Linked DNA regions of Mus musculus: region 1 is linked to region 2. The links are chromatin contacts, called in public targeted proximity ligation maps. All regions are on one chromosome and are shown on one strand. The core of a region is the stretch at or near the end of the contact, and the rest is flanking DNA. Distances in the headings are between cores, read along the strand shown.

Region 1 (5,670 bases), core at 1,930-4,429, 710 kb after region 2:
AAAAGAAGCCAAGAAAGAAAAATATGTCAGTGAACTCAGGCATGACCACTGGGTCCACGTAGTCCCACCAACTGCCAGATCTGTCCCTTCAGTGGCCAAGGAATGTATCAGATTCACACAGCTTAACGGAGCCAGCAGCTGTGGTCACTCCAGCCACCCTGCTCCTGCCTCTCACCCTCTCCTGATACCTGGTTCCTGAGAAGAGCAATGAGTATTATTTGGCTTGTCATATAGCCTTTTCTACAGGAATAGCATATTCTAAGGTGACATTGAACTTATTTCTCAGTGGTGTCTTATTACAGAAACGTTTCGGAGGAGTTTTATTATCATAGCCCAGATTGTTAACCTAATTTTGAGTTTACTGTGACTAAACTTTTTTTTCTAGTGTGTGTGCCTGTGCATGTGTGTAGGTATGTGGGCGTGCAAACACATATGTGTGGAGGTCTAAGGCTGATGTCTTCCTTGACTGTTCACTTACCTATTGAGACAGGGTCTCTTGATGACCCCTGAGCTTCTTGTGTTGGCTAGTCCAGCTAGCCAGCATTCTCCAGGGACTCCCTACCAATCCTCCAGCTTGCTAGGATTGTAGGCTGGCTACCACACCCACCAGACTTTGACACTGCTTCTGAGGCTCTCAGTTCTTGTTACTTGAAAACACTTTACCCACTGAGCCACCACCACAACCCCTGGTGATTAAATTTGTCAACTTGATTCTCCTGAAAGGTCACAACTAGGAGACTAGTAAAGGTGACTCATGATATATCTGTGGGGTCACATCCACAGAGAATCCCATACGTGGGGAAGACCTGTGCTGCATGTGGTTGGAACTGCGCCATCCTGTAGACTGAGTGATCCAGGCAAAGGAAAAGTGGGATAAGGACAGCCCTTGAGAATGGGCTTCTTCTCAAATGCATCCCTGCCCCCATGCTGTCTCCTTCCCTCCTTGTTGGAGGTGTCGGTCCACTCTACCATGCAATACTCTTCCTGCCGTGATCACGGACACTCTAACACTGAGCCAGAAGAAATGTCTCCCTCCTTGGGGTGTTTTGTGGGGTTTCTTGTCACAGAGAAGAGAAAGCCAATTAATTAACATATTAACAGAACATCTCTGTTGATCTTGGAACAAAACCCTGAGATGCTAGCAAGGACCTGCATCCTGCAATGATGTGGCAGTGCCTGCAGCTGCCCCCATCTAATAGAACTTGTGTACCACTGTTCGTTCTAACAGCCAGGGTCCTCCCAAGAGGAGATGGTGCGTGCTTCCTGCTCAGTTCTGTTTGTCCTATGAAAATTAACTTCCACATTATAACAGCTGCAGCAAACAGAGGAAGCAAGCATGCCCAGGATGTTCATCTGTAGAGACAGAAAGGAAGAAATGATCATATTGCTTGTTAAACCAGGACATGTGCTGAAATGATTAACTTACCAAGCAATTTAAAATTGGAATAGAAAAAATACAAAATATTTAGTCAAGATAAAATTTGAACAGGCTTTTCCTGCTGTTTCATTGGCCAAGAAATTTCTTAATTGTATCACTACTTACATACATACTCTATAGTAATACGCTAAGCAATACACTAGACTATATGAAGCTGGTGGTTTCATAGATTGTTTATGGAAGAATAAATTGGCACAATGAGGCATATATAGGATTTATAGCATGGAGGGCAGGCCACTTGTCCTCCAGTTTGCTCAAGTAATTCTGCTGCTCAAAAATCTCTCCAAGGAAATGCAAAATATAGAAGACACTGTAGGCACAAAAAGTTGTTCTCTCTCTCTCTGTATGTGTGTGAGAGAGAGAGAAAGAGAGAGACAGACAGACAGACAGACAGACAGAGAGACAGACAGAGAGACAGAGAGAGACAGAGTTAGATTGCTCAAGGTTAATGTCCCTGTTTAGAAATGCTATTCCAGGAATTTTCTTCTAAAGAAAAGAAGTAGAACAGAAGGGAAAGAACTTGCTTTAGTTACAACATCTCTGTCCCCAAACTGGAAATAACTTGTCTAGCAGAGTGAAAATAGATTAGTCATAGAGCTGTGTTGGTATTATAGGTTACCATCGGACCATGGAAATCTCAAGAACAAAATTACAGAGAAATACAAAAAAAATTGTTGAATGTCATCTTAAGTCTCTGTATGTTGGTAAGTTATTATGAAGTCAGCACACAATTTGCATCTATTACTTGTCCATTCTCATGGGACCCTATGGGGGCAGGGGGTTCAAGTCTTAGACAGAGGAGAAAATGCAGACAGTGTTGCTGAGCCAGGACTGAAATGTAAGCTCACAAATACCAAAGCCCAGAGGAGAGACCAATAGTGGTGGGTATGTGTGAGAGAAGGGGCGGGGGATGGTGGGGTAATGCGCAGGGCACCTTAGCACCATTTGGGGTACAGTGCCAAGCCAAAATAAACAACCAAGGTAAGAAAATGGCTGGAAAGGAGTGCCCTAGACTGTCAAGAGGGCTTTGTTCAAAAACAAGGTTCAAAAATATGACCCTTCTGGAGAATCATATGCATACAAAATTCCTTTTAAGACAGCTAGCTGTTGGGCTTTGTGCAAACTGTCATTTTTCTCTAGAGTATGTTTTCTAAAGCAGAATGGCCACTGAGATGCTGTGGTGTTCACAGACAACAAAAATACCTCCACGATGTTGTTATTAGCAAGATCGTTTCTTTACAAAATTTGGGGAAAATTCCTCCTTAAAATCCTTTTGTAAAGATCAGCAGTAGGGTGGGAGGTGGTGGGGCAAACAGCTTATATTTCATATTCCTTTCTTTTTTTTTTCCTTCTTTCACTTTGCTTTCAAGGCTGTGTAACAAGAATTATAGTAATAGTGAGTAGCTCTGCCCATGCCATGAGACTGTAAGCAATTTTTATTCTCACTGTATTTGAGAGGCAAGCACAATTTGAGTATTTTCAGCATAAAAACATTTAAACATTATTTTTTTAAAATATGTTTAAATTTTAGAATTTCACTGGGGTTTTGGCAAAATTTTATACATACAACTTGTGTTTCCCGCAATATCGAGCGCAGATTTCCACCTGTGTTTTTCTGAGACTCTGAAGAGAAACTAAAAGATAAGTTTGAGCAGACACTGGGCTTGCCAGCATCCTGCTGGCCTCAGGAGATGTCACAAGGGCCAGAGCACATACGCATGACTGAGCTGTGGCTGAGCATATGAACCACATGTGACAAGAGACAGTGTGAGCACCCCTTCTGACGACTGCTTGGGGAAGTTGTCTTCAAGAACCACCCCAGGGTAGAAAAGTCATGTGTAGGGAGTGCAAGGGTCCTTTCCCAAAACACAAAAACTTTTGTTCAATGTTCTCAGAATGAAGAGTCTTTAGAGTGTCATCCCCAGGTGACTGCGACATAGTGGAAGTGACTCTGTGAGGGCTGTTGGGAAAGCATGAAGGCCCTGAGGGACAGTTCAAAGCCAGTTCAACCAGAGCTTTTATTTTCTGACTGAGCATCTGAGTGACAGGGTAAGGCACTGGACCATCTCAGCAACATCCTTCTGTTTCAAGGGTATATGGGGTCCACCCACTCCCCGGGGCGTATTACATTCTATCTTGTGATTTGAATCCCCGACAGCTATGTGTCATGAAGAGTACAAAACGTTGTATTAGATATGTTTCACACTGGGGGGGTTCAAAGAAAACTAGAGAAATATACATCACAAGCTGGGAAAGTTGTATCAAAACTGAGATTGCATACAGTTGTATGTCCAATGAAGGGAGACGGGCTCCAAGGAATTCAAAACAGAAGGGAGCTCGTGATCAGAAGTAAGGTAAGAAGCAGCGAGGAACGGAGAAGTGCGCTGAGCCTGGATGCTTTCCGGTGACGTGTGGAGAACAAGAATCGAGACTTGCTCTCCAGGATTGGGACTCCAAAATCCACCCAGCTGTCCAACCACTCCCCGGGCCACTCAGGATGGTCACTGGCATAAATTCCAGAGAAGCGCCTCAGATATGCCTTGCTGAAGCAAGAGTTTCTCTTGTAGTTGTAGATTGTGAGGGCTTCTGAGGGACCCTGAAGACAACTCCCAGGGCGCAGTCAGGGCAGCAAGAGCCACTCAGGGTCCTTGGGGAAGTAGGCATTTTCCCATCAATTCCGTCTGTTACAGTGGTGCAGTCACCGCCCGCGGTACTTGCTGGAACTCAGGCCTGAGTGCTGAAGAAGAACAATGTAAACTTGCAAGAGTTCGAGGCCAGCCTGGTCTACAAAGTGTGTTCCAGGACAGCCAGGGCTATACAGAGAAACCATGTCTCGAAAAACCAAAACCAAACAAAAAAACCACGTGGTGTTTTATTTGACCTGCCTTTCTTATCATCTGCCAGTATGAGTATCCATCCACTTGTCCATAGCAAGACAAAAATCAGATAAGGTACAGAAGAGAGACTTAGGGGATGGGGTGGGACGATGCCTCTCTCTCCCTCTCTCTCTCTCTCTCTCTCTCTCTCTCTCTCTCTCTCTCTCTCTCTCTCAGCCCTTTAGGAAACTAGGTGCCTGCCTTTTATCTGCTTGTGACAGGGTTAGTGAAGGACCAAGGTGAAATTATGAGCTTGGCTTTTGAGGCACTAGCCAGGGACTAGGATAGGGAGGGCATAAATGCTTCAAATAACCCTCTTCGGGAAGACTCAGGCAGTATGGGGTGGGGGGGAAGTGGCTGCATGTAAACAAGACAGGAAATATACTCACTCGTCCTGGCCTTCCCCTCTGCACACACTTCCCTGACCCTCTGTCTTTCTGCCTCGTCATTCTCTGTGGAGATCTAGGTTTTAAGAAGTTCCTACGCTCTATTCCTTAACTCCACTAGGTTAGTAGCATATGAGGACTTGGGGACCGCACCATTTTTTTTTTTTTTTTTACCGACTTAGACATCTGTGCTATTCCAGGGAATTGCCAGCATGAGGGCATCAGCCTGTTTTCCTTGTTCTTTTACCCAGCCATTCACTGGTGCTAAAGAAAGTCCTGAGCATCGTGGATCCAGAGAGTAAGCTGCAACTCTGTCGTGAGGGGCTGGTGTTTGCTGCTGAGTGTTTCCAGACCAGTGAAACTCAGACTCGAGTTTCAGGACGGAGACTGTAGGGAAAGAGGAAAGAGGGCTTCATTTCAACACACAGGGTCCAGCTGTATCAGCAAGAAAAAGATGACACTCATCCGTGTCACGTTCCTGTGCCCCAACTCTGTGTGCGTGCTTTAGTCACCGAGAAGAATGGCTAGAAACAGGAATTTATCTCGAGTTCTATCATTTCTGGAGATCATTTACAGAATTAACTAGGAGTTACTGGTGCAACGCTGGCTACATTTTCTCAGAACTCTTGTTTTTGTTTTTTGTTTGTTTGTTTGTTTGCTAAGCTTGGGCAGAGGAAGAGAGAGGAGAGGAGAGATATATCGCAGACATTTCTGAAAAGGTGGTCTTCAGACATGTCTCACTTCAGAGCTCTGGAGGAGAATGTCCTTCCATCAGTAACAACAGCTGACTTTGATGAACACTCACAGCCACTACAAGTTTTACATCAGAGGGTCGTGGAACGGAGATGTGAGGATCAACTTCATGGATCTTGCCAATCAGATCTCCAGGATCCTTGACCACCTGGCTGGAGGCTGGAGTTAGTGTATAGCAACTCTTAATGTGGCATCTAGAAACTAGTATAATTTTTTT
Region 2 (5,076 bases), core at 1,069-3,568:
AATAAGTGCTCACCAAATGTGTAAATGGATGGATAGATGGGTGAATGGATAGATGGATGGTTGAGTTAATGGATGGGACTGAATTAATAGGAATAGGTTGGGTGGATAGATTGGATGGATGGACTGATTGGATGGTTAGATGGATTGTATGTATGTGTGTATGAATGCATGTATGTGTGTGTCATGAATGGATTGGACTGGAAAGATGAAATAATGTATGATACATGTTGATGGATATGTGCATTCATGCATTGGCTGCATGGGTTGAATTGATGGGTTGAACCAAATGAAAATGGGTAGATGAGTGGGATTGAATGGATAGATATATATTGATTGGGTTGGATGTTTGGATGAGTTGGATGGATGGGTGTGAGTTCAGCACCATTCTCTGCCCATCATGTCGGAACCAGTAAATGCTCAACTAGGACTGGAGCATATTACAGCATTAATACCCCTCAGGACCGTGCATGAGCCTCCAAATGGCACATGTTCATTTGCCTTCTAGGAGATACATCTTGCCTTATTTTACTTGGTAGGACAGTTACCTCCCTCTTTCCCTCAGTTCCAGGACCACATTCTGTCTGTTTTGTATTGTTAGGGTCAGGCATCCACAGCTACATCCCCAAATCTCCAAATGCTTGTAGGATTTGGCTTTCTGCTAAATGCTAGCAGAAGGAAGAGACATTGTTTATTCCTCAGACTCTTTTGTAGCTGCTGGTATTTGTGGAAGCAGATATGGCCTTTCAGTGATCCAGCCTTCTGCACTAACTGTGGATCCTCATTGTTGCCAACACTGGCGAGGGTGACTGTGCTCAGCATTCCTAGTATTGGCTGGCCTAGGAACTGAATCGTATATTTTAATGATGGGTTTTCTTCCCTTTTAGTCTCTTGGTCCTTGAGGCTGACCACTACATCATACAGATACTGATCTCTGAATGCCACACAGTGTCACATTGCCATCTCCTCCTCTTGCTTCTCTAGTTCTCTTATTTGCTTTTCCTTCCAGGCCTCCTAAGTCCAAGATCTACGTTAAGTCCATAATTCTGAGCATGGTAGAGTCATTTCTGTTCTTCTGACAAAACCCTAACTGATAGATTTGGTAAAGGTGAGAGAAATATAATTATACAAGGTATCAAAAAACTCGGGTTTGAGAGCATTTCATTTGTTCTAGAAGTTAAATGGTTCTAAAATAGAGATTAAATGGGATAATTGTATCACTGTTAAGTAGTATATTACTAGTTTGGATCATAACTGCCCTCCAAAAAGCCCATGTGTTCAAGCCTCAATGGCCGCATCCATGGAAGCTGTAGACGTTTAGTATGTGAGGGGTAGTGGAAGGAGGAGAGTTCCCTGGGGCACATGCTCTTCAAGGATGCTATTTTTCCACTCTTTGCTTTCTGGACACCATGAGGTGACAAGTCTTTTGCACTGTATTATGATCCTGCTGTACTATGCCAAACTGCCACAAGCCCAGAGCGACATGGCTAAGTGCCCATGGACCTCTGAAATTGCATGTCAAAAATGTGTGCTTTCTCCTTGTGAACTGCTTATCTTAGGAATTTCTTCCAGTAGTGGAAATCTGAAGGTTGTACACAGTGGTGATTAGAATATTCCAGACAACCCAGAATAGTCCCTCATTTTTCTTGTCTTAGTATTATTGTTGTTTTCTTAATCTTTTGTGTGTTTCGAGACAGGGCTTTACTATATAGTCAAGGCTGGCTCCAAACTCACTAGAAAGCTAAAATTCCAAGTCCCAGGATTACAGGGCTGAGTGACCACACTCACTGCCCTGAGTTCTTTGATTTAGTATTGGGATGAGACAGCCAAAGAGTCCATGGGAGAGACTTGCAAGAAAAGTGAAACTTTGACCACATCTTCTTGTTGCTGTTTTAATTTTGCTTTTCACACAAACCTACAAGGATCTCTTTCTCATAGATTATTCTATGAGTTCCAAATGACCTATAATTCTATTGTTCCATGGTTTCCTTAGTATTTTATCAGGTTTATTATCCATCAAAGCCTTGCCTGGGTTGATCTGAGTGTTCGTTGGGATGCCCAGAGAAGTCGAGGTATCAGGACTCCATACCTCCTAATCTCCAGAGTCAAACTGCTGAAGTAAGGGAGTTAGCATTAATGCATTTTTTTTCTGTTGCATAGATGATTAAACCTCTCAAGATCAAGGCCCTTGTACCTCTGATGTAATTGCAATTGCATCTAACATGGCTTAAGCAGAAAAGCCAAGTCTATTCCTTTCCCAGTGTTCCGTGTGAGGGAAGATGCTCATGATGACCAGGTGGTGTCACTACCACCTAATTAATATATCCAGCTCCTTGGAAATCGTGTCCCACAACTGCGCTGGACTTCTCTTGAACTCTGATTCTATGCTTACACTTCCTGTTTGCCTCCCTTTCTCAAGTGCACAAACTTTGCCAAGAAAACCAGGGACTCTACACAGCTTGGGTTCTCTGAGAGCAAGCAGTGGTGTGTGTTCTGGTGGCCAGGCCTCACTGGAGAAACAAGACTAAAAGAGAGCAGAGGTCATCGCACTAGCTTCCTGGTGTTTGTATCCTAGTGACCAGGGAAGGATCCACTTAATGGACGAGTGAGAGAAGCTGGGTTCGACCTCTTTGTCTTCTTAAATCACCCTTTACAATCTTGCCAGTTTTCAGTAACATTTGAGTTGAATAAAGCTGAATTTTCTTTTTTATGTCTACCACTGCTATACCATTGTTATCCCTGGATAAGCAAATATCTAAGTTTACTATGAAGTTCTTATTTTTATTTGTTGGCTTAAATCTTTTTGTGTAATATATTTTTATCATATCCTTTCCCCTTCCCCTAACTCCTCCAAGATCCTCCATAGCCACCCAACTTCATGTTCTTTCTTTAAAAAGAAATCAGAACAAACAAAAACAAAATAAACAAAAGCAACACACACACACACACACACACACACACACACACACATAGAGTCCATTTTGTGTTGACCATCAGCTCCTCAGAATGTCATGGAGTGTAGCTGATATATCTATCATTGCTCCATTAGAAGAAACTGATTTTCCTGTTCCCAGTGGGTATTACAAACAGCTTCTTGGTTAGAGGTGGGACTTAGTGTCCACTTCCCCTTCTCCGTGTCAGGATTTTGTCTGTCTTGAATGTGTGCCAGGCTTAACGCATGCTGCCACAGTCTGTGTGAGTTCATGTGTGCATCAGCCCTCCTGTTGTGTCTGGAAGGCATCCACCATCTCTGGCTCTTGGATCCCTGAGCCTTGAAGGGAAGAGTTTGAGAAAGACATTCTATTTAGGGCTGGGTTGGCCAAAGTTTGTGGCCATTGTTCATGTATGGGTCTCAGAGTTAGTTCCTCTCTGCTACAGAGGAAGCTTTTCTGACTAGGGCTGAGAGATATGCTGACATATGGGTATAGCAATACATTATTAGGAGCCCTTTTCATGTTTGCTTTCCGTTTTCTGTTTGTTTGGTTTTTTGCTACGCTTCTTTATAAAAATAACAGTAATAGCTGTCTTCCTAGATCCCAAGACCTCTCTAGTCTCAGGTCATGAACGATTATGACTCATCTGGGTAACAAAGAACCTGTGCATCTGGCAGAAGTTATTGGATTATTACTTCTAGTTATTCACAGGCTTAGGATGCTATGTCCTCCGATAGAATTGTTCCTGTACAAGCTCAGACCTGGAAATAATATTTTACCCTTTGTGAATTCCAATCCTCTGGTTGCACTAAAAATCCACAGAAACGGTTGGAAGGAAATAGAATCTAGATTTACGAGCTTGAAAGAGACCTTTAAAGGCCCCTGTAGCTCTTCTCTGGTAACAGCCGACTTAATCTCCGTCTGAGCCCCTGTGTCCAGCAAGGCTGGTTTCCTGGATAATCCCCCCTTCTTTGTGTTAACTGCAGGATCATTCTGTGTCTAGAGTATAAACTGCAACAAATTGAGGTATTGGCTAGCAAACAAATCTCCAGTAATAGAAGTAGACTCCCTCCTTGCTCAAAACAAAGGTCTTTCTTTTTCTGTTGTCCCAGGGAGAACCTGGGTCCCCCCATCACACCTAGGTTATGCCTCCCCTGCATTTACATCCCTGAAAATCCATCTACCTCAGTAGGCCCTCCTTACGTTCGCAGGATGGCTGGAGGAGTTCTGGTCTGCTAATCATCGTTGCACTTACAGGGCATTAAGCTCGTTCCTTCTATTCCCCACATGGTGCTAAGGAAGATATGACCACTGGAGGAGGCTGGGCTTTCATGAGCTCCATCAGGGCAGTGGTTCTCAACCTTCCTAAAGCTGCGACCCATTAAATCGCTTCCTCATGCTGTCGTGATCCCCAATCATAAAATTATTTTTGCTGCTACTTCATTACAGTAATTTTGCTACTGTATGAAATGTAATGGTAGGTCACCCCTGAGAAAAGGTTGTTTGTGACCTACAGGTTGAGAACTGCTGCATCAGGGAAGATTATTAAAACAATAGCCATGACTGCTGGAGAAGGCTGTGGTAGTTTGACTAAGACTGGCTTCCACAGAATCATGGTTTTATACCTGGTCCCCAATGGGTAGAAACGTTTGGGAAGGACTAGGAGGTGTGGCCTTATTGGAGAGGCTGTGGGCTTTAAAGTCTCAAAAGACTTGTGTCATTCTCCATTTTTCTCTCTCCCCTTCCCCCTCTCCCTTCCCTTCTCCCTCTCCCTTGTCCTCTAGCTCACGGTTGTGGATCAAGATGTAAGATGTCAGCTGCATCTTTACTCTGACTTCATGGACTCAAAACCTCTGAAACTGTAAGTCAAAGTCAATTCTATTTCTTTTTTTTTTTTTTTTTTTTTTTTTTTTTCTCACCAAGATGAGCAAGCAAGGAGTCTCTGGTTGATTGAAGTTCCGATGCTTTCTCCACATGGCATTTTTTTTTTAATAAGTTGTCTTGGTCGTGGTGTTTGGTTGCAGCAATAGAAAAGTAACCAAGTTGAATCCTGGCTAGTAAGATGGGCCTGGAAAATACTCTGACTTCCAGAAATCTTCGCTAACAGGGCAGAAGAAGAGTAAGAGCAAATTTTACTGGAAGAATT

The links.
Region 1: a targeted proximity ligation map of microglia shows a contact between it and region 2, with 5 times the contacts expected there. A contact is called at or near these places in 16 of 484 Hi-C or Micro-C datasets (the G1E-ER4 cell line, Sertoli cells, adipose-derived mesenchymal stem cells and 10 more), 2 of 130 datasets of targeted methods (large pre-B cells and microglia) and 1 of 9 other capture datasets (embryonic stem cells).

Annotation. Positions count from the first base shown.
Region 1 is chr19:29,483,497-29,489,166 of GRCm38.p6, forward strand. No RefSeq gene overlaps it. Among named protein-coding and RNA genes, the nearest start is that of A930007I19Rik, 36 kb to the right of the region's middle.
Region 2 is chr19:28,774,718-28,779,793 of GRCm38.p6, forward strand. Gm35922 (a long non-coding RNA gene) reads left to right here. Exons shown (of 4, transcript XR_877801.1): 3 at 4,715-4,791. Among named protein-coding and RNA genes, the nearest start is that of Gm35922, 17 kb to the left of the region's middle.